Linked DNA regions of Sus scrofa: region 2 is linked to region 1. A link is a contact called in public promoter capture Hi-C data. All regions are on one chromosome and are shown on one strand. The core of a region is the stretch at or near the end of the contact, and the rest is flanking DNA. Distances in the headings are between cores, read along the strand shown. Region 1 holds the start of SGTA (small glutamine rich tetratricopeptide repeat containing alpha). Region 2 holds the start of LMNB2 (lamin-B2).

Region 1 (2,700 bases), core at 101-2,600:
CACCTAAGGCGCTCCGTTAGTGGTCGCTTACGAAACCTCAGGCACTTATTCCATTACCAACATCCTGCTCATCTTCTAGCATCTAATGGTTAAAGGTCCTCCACATATACCAGCTGAATCCAGTTAGACAACCAAATTAAGAAGACATTTATTTAAAAAGCAGAAATGTAAGCAAGCATCATTGAGAAAGCTTCAGTAAACCGATGCAGAACTTCAAACAACAGGTGTGTTGGAACTGTGCCTTACCTGCATGTAGTATTGTCAGTTAAAAAAAAAAAACAAAAAACACCTTGAACCGTCTAAGGCACACAGAAAGAAAAACCTAAGAAAATTAAAACTGGTCCCTAAACCTACGTCTTTTATTTCTGCAAAATAAATGAAAATAACCCAGGGTGTTGAGTAAACCCAGGGTGTTGAGTACATGCATTTTAAGTTGAATAAAAATGAATTAGGAAAAAAAAAAATGAATTGGGAGAACACTCTGGCAACTTGAATGCTAATGGTGGTCATTTAATAGGGAATGTCTCATTACTGACCTTCGATTTCTTTCTCTCTTGAGCACATCCAGCGTAATCCTACGTTAGTCTTCATTTTTGCTGTTCCCTGTACCTGGAGTGTTTTCCCAGTTCTCCAAATCTACATGTGAAACAGAGGTCTTCCCTAACCAACCCAACAAATTTACCGCCCCAATCACAATCAGAACACCCCATTTTTTTCTACACAGTGCTTGCCATTAAGTAGAACTTGTTCATTTACGTATTAGTTTACCAGTTTATTGTCTGTGTACCCCAATACAAGGTAATGAAAGCAAAAGTTTTGCTGGTCTTTATAGTTTGTGTGTAATAAATACTTGTTTACTATTATGCACCTACTGTAAACAAATATCTTAGTATTCATTCTTATGGATTGAATGAATGAAATAACGAACTCGCGGATGTTTGGGTGGGTGAATATATGAATAAATACAGTGAGAGGGTAACAGTCGCCCCCACTCAAAGACCGCCTGTGATCCTCTGGGCGCCAGATACCCAAAAGCAGCAGGTGCACCACGTGGCGGACACGGTGCCACGTGACGGGCTCGGCCGACCCACAAGAGTCCACCACTGTCCCACCATGCACCGCTCCATTTCGGCCTAGAGGACAAGTTGATCCGGATTTCCGGCCTCCGTTCGGTCGCAGAGGTCAGTTGCCCTAACGACGAGCTCGTTCCCGCCTCTACATTACGTCACTTCCTCCTACTCCCGCCTTGATAATTGGTGCGCCTGCGCAGAATGAAATCCAGCGGCCACCGGCTCCTTCTGCGCAGGCTGCGGGGCTGGGGGCGGAGCGGGGCTGGGGGCGGGGCCGGGCAGTGCCGCGGTGCGCAGGCGCCGCCGTCGGTGGGTCCGGGTTCGGCTGCTTGAGAGGTGAGTCGCGGGTTCGGCGCTGAGCCGGATGTACCTGGGGTCAGTGGCTCGGGGCTCCTGGGGTTCCGGGGTGGGTAAGAGGACGTCGATCTGGGGCGGGGACGCCGCAATTGGGGGAGTGTTGTGAGTGAGCAGCGCGGAGGGAAACTGAGGGCAGGAGGTATCGGGCGGGCCTTTGCCCGCCGGGATCTCCCTCCCCTGGACCCTAGGCCCGGGAAATGCGGGTTCGCAGGTCCGTGAGTGGATAGCAGGAGGTAAAGCGCCCCGCACGTAGTAAGCGCTCGCCGAGTGGCCGCTGCTTCCCGGAAACACGGTTCTTTTAAGCCGGAGTCCCTCTGTTCCTGGGGTTCAGGTCGGGGTTCCTGTCCCAGCGCCGCCTCCACCTTGGTCAGTCTCTTGGCGTCTCGGAACCTCAGTTTCCCCTTCTGTAAAACAGGCGTTGTCACAGCCTCTGCCTAGGATTGGGGGGCTTCCCATGAGAATTAAAGTCGCAGAGACCCCAGCGCAACGTGAGAACACAGGAGGGGTCTTTTTTCACACTGAGGGCCTCTGCATGGTGTGCTGAAGTGAGACAAATCTGGGGTTGAAGACTAGGTCCTCCACCCCTGCTGGCTGTGGCCTCTTGGGCAAGTCGCTATCCGTCTCCCCCAGCCCTTTCCTTTTAGAATAGGGACTGTAGAAGTGTATGCTTCTTAGGGTCATTGTGAGGTTAAGTACACCTGGAGCATTCTTTAATCGGGTTCCTGCTACTTGTCTTCCTAGACGACAACTGGTTTTGTTAAGTGGCTGGAAGTGTGTGCGCTCTGCATCCCTGCTGAGTGATGTTCTTATTTTTTTTGGTGTTTGGTTTGCTTTTCCTCTCCCTAGACCAGTGGTTTTGTCCTTTTAGCGGACACTAGGCAATGTCTGAGGACATCTGTGGCTGTCACAACTGGGGGTGCTCCTGGCACCGAGGGGGTGGGGGCCATGTATGCTGCCCCATACCCCACAGTACCCAGGATGGGCCCACAGAGAACAGTCTGGCCCCAGATGTCCATGGTGCCAAAGCAGAATCCAACCCTAGACTAGTGATTCTTCACCAGTGTGCTTGCTGCACAGAGGCAAGGGGTGTGTGAGCCCCTGAGAAGTCACGTGCAAGGTTTTGTGTGTGTGCCCACTTTTGTGGTTGAGGAACGGGTATCTTGGAGTTCAGACTCTGAAATCAGACCATTTAGAACTGATTTGCATTTTAGCTGGGTGACCTTGGGTGGCACCCCCATCTTTAAAAGCCTCATTTTTTTGTTCTATAGAATGA
Region 2 (2,700 bases), core at 52-2,551, 250 kb after region 1:
CCCGGATCCTTAACCCACTGAGTGAAGCCAGGGGTCGGACCTGCATCCTCATGGATACTAGTCAGGTTCGTTAACCACTGAGCCACGATGGAACTCCTGGACATTTTGTATAAGTGGAATCATACACTGTGTGGCCTTTTGTGTTTGGCTTCTTTCACTGAGCATTTTTTTTTTAATTGAGATATTTTAAAATTGATGTATAAATAACCTATTAGTTTCAGGTGTATAACTTACTGACTCCATACTTGTATATAGTGGGAAACGATTACAACCATAAGCCTAGGTAACATTCATCACCATACATAGTTATAGGATTTTTTTTTCTTGTGATGAGAATTTCTTCTTTATGGCCACACTCACAGCCTATGAAAGTTCCTGGGCCACGGATTGAATCTGAGCCACAGTAGTGACCTATGCCACAGCTGTGACAAGGCTGGATTCTTAATCCACTGTGCCAGGCCAGCGATTGAACCCATGCCTCAGCAGCAACCAGAACCACTGCAGTGTGATCTTTAACCCACTGAGCCACCAGGGAACTCCCAAGATCTACTCTGTTAGCAACTCTCAAATATGCAATACAATATTGTTATCTATAGTCATCATGCTGCCCATAACATCCCCATGGCATTTATCTTATAACTGGAAATGTGCACCCTTTGATGCCCTTCACTGCTTCAAACCCTCCACTCCAGCCACCAATCTGTTTTCCGTGTACATGAGCTTGGGTTGTACACCTGAAATTAGCACGACATTGTAAATCAACCAAAGTTCAATTTTTTAAAAAAGAAAGAAACACATACACACAAGAGAGAACTGCAAAACTTTACTTATAGACATAATAAGACATTCAAATAAAAGTTAGTGATTCAGGATTGACAGATGTAGGAAAACAGACAATCTCACACATTGCTTCAAAACTGGAAATTGGTAAACCTCTTCGGAGGACAACCTGACACTATTTATAAGCGGCTGGGGGATTTTTGGTGTTGTTTCAGGATTTTTAGATTTCACATATGGGTGAGATCACGGAACATATTTCTGAGGTTTCTTCACCAAATTTAATTTTAATGAGGCTCTAAAGAGGTAGGTAGGTTACATGAGTGGGGAAACTGAGGCCCGAAAAGAAACCAGGCATCACACAGTGGCAGAGCTGGAATTTGGAGCGGGCAGTTGGGCAGTCGTCCCGCGCCTGCTGAGTTGATGACAGCGAGGGAAACGGAGCGGGAGACTACAGCTCCCGGCGTGCGGCGCGCGGCTCCGGTGGGACTACAAGTCCCAGGCTGCCCCGTGGCGGTGGCGGCGGCGGGCGGCGGGCGCCATCTTGGTCGGCGGCGCGGATTGAATGAGCCCGCCGAGTCGCGGCCGCCGTTCTGAGCCGCGCGGACCCCGAGCCGCCGCCGCCGCCGCCGCTGCCGCTGCCATGGCCACGCCGCCGCCTGGCCGCGCGGGCGGGCCCGCTACGCCGCTGTCGCCCACGCGCCTGTCGCGGCTGCAGGAGAAGGAGGAGCTGCGCGAGCTCAATGACCGCTTGGCGCACTACATCGACCGCGTCCGCGCGCTGGAGCTGGAGAACGACCGGCTCCTCCTCAAGATCTCCGAGAAGGAGGAGGTGACCACGCGCGAGGTGGGCGCGGGCGCCTGGATCTTCGCTACGGCGGGCGGGCCTCCGAGGGTCCCACGGGGTTCGGGGACCCTCGTGCGAGAGGGGGCACTGGGGCGGGTTCTGCCCAACCGAGGTGTCCCCAGGGGTTGCGGGGGCCCCGGGCTAGGGTCGCACGTTTCGTTGGGCCCCGGCCTCTGAGGGTCTCCAGAGGGTTTGGGGGACATCTCCCATGCGAGAGGTGGAGACTGGCGCTGGCTCCGCCCACCGAGGGGTCCGGGAAGATCTCGGGGATCCCTTGAGTGAAGGTTGCATGCTGGGGCGTGCCCCTGCTTGAGGGACCCCGCGAGAGATTAAAGGGATCCTGAGTGAGGGTTGGAGGTCAGGATGGGCGCCTACAAGGGACCCCAGGGGTTTCTGGGGTACAGCACCCCCGCAAGAGCTGGAAACTAGCACCGGCCCCATCCACCGAGGGATCCCGGACGATCTGGGGATCCCCTGAGAAGGGTGCAGACTAGGGCGAATCCCGTTCTCTGATGGGTCCCTGAGGATCTGGGGAGCTTTGAGTGAGGGGTGCACACTGGAGCAGGTGTTTCACGTATTTCACGAGTGAGGAGTGCATTCTGAGGCTGACCAGTTCCTTGAAGGGGACCCAGGGGATTGTGGGTGCCCTGACAAGGGGTACACACGGGAGGAGACCTATCCTCTGAGGCATACTTGATGGGATCTCAGTGGAGGTTCCTGAATGAGGGATGCAGACTGGGCTGGTCTATTTCCTGAGGGATCCCTGGAGGAGTGGGGAGGGGGGCTGTGGGAGTGGTGGAAGTGGGGCAGGCCCCACCCACCGAAGAGTCCGAGGAGATCTAGGGGGCCCCTAAATGGTGGGATGTGAGCCAGCATAAGCTTTGCCCCTAAGGGAGTTTTGGGGAATCTTGGGATGTGTTTGGGTGTTCAAGTGTCCTAGGAGAAAACTTGGAGTTTCTTGGGGTCTCTAAGGAGACTGGGAGGCCACAGCTCTCTGAGGGGGTTCTAAGGAGGAGTGGAGGCTCTCAGGGGGTTTCCTGGGGTGACTCAGGTGCTCTCGGTTCTCTGTGGAACTT

The links. Promoter capture Hi-C pulls out the DNA fragments that hold promoters and counts their contacts.
Region 2: a promoter capture Hi-C map of liver shows a contact between it and region 1, with 4 times the contacts expected there. The contact joins the promoter of LMNB2 here to the promoter of SGTA in region 1. A contact is called at or near these places in 2 of 5 promoter capture datasets (fetal liver and liver) and 5 of 47 Hi-C or Micro-C datasets (embryonic fibroblasts, liver, retroperitoneal adipose tissue and 1 more).

What each region holds. Positions count from the first base shown.
Region 1 is chr2:75,877,782-75,880,481 of Sscrofa11.1, forward strand. It overlaps SGTA (small glutamine rich tetratricopeptide repeat containing alpha), which reads left to right and starts at 1,351. Exons shown (of 12, transcript NM_001244392.1): 1 at 1,351-1,406.
Region 2 is chr2:76,124,631-76,127,330 of Sscrofa11.1, forward strand. It overlaps LMNB2 (lamin-B2), which reads left to right and starts at 1,302. Exons shown (of 12, transcript XM_003353991.4): 1 at 1,302-1,624. The coding sequence starts at 1,343.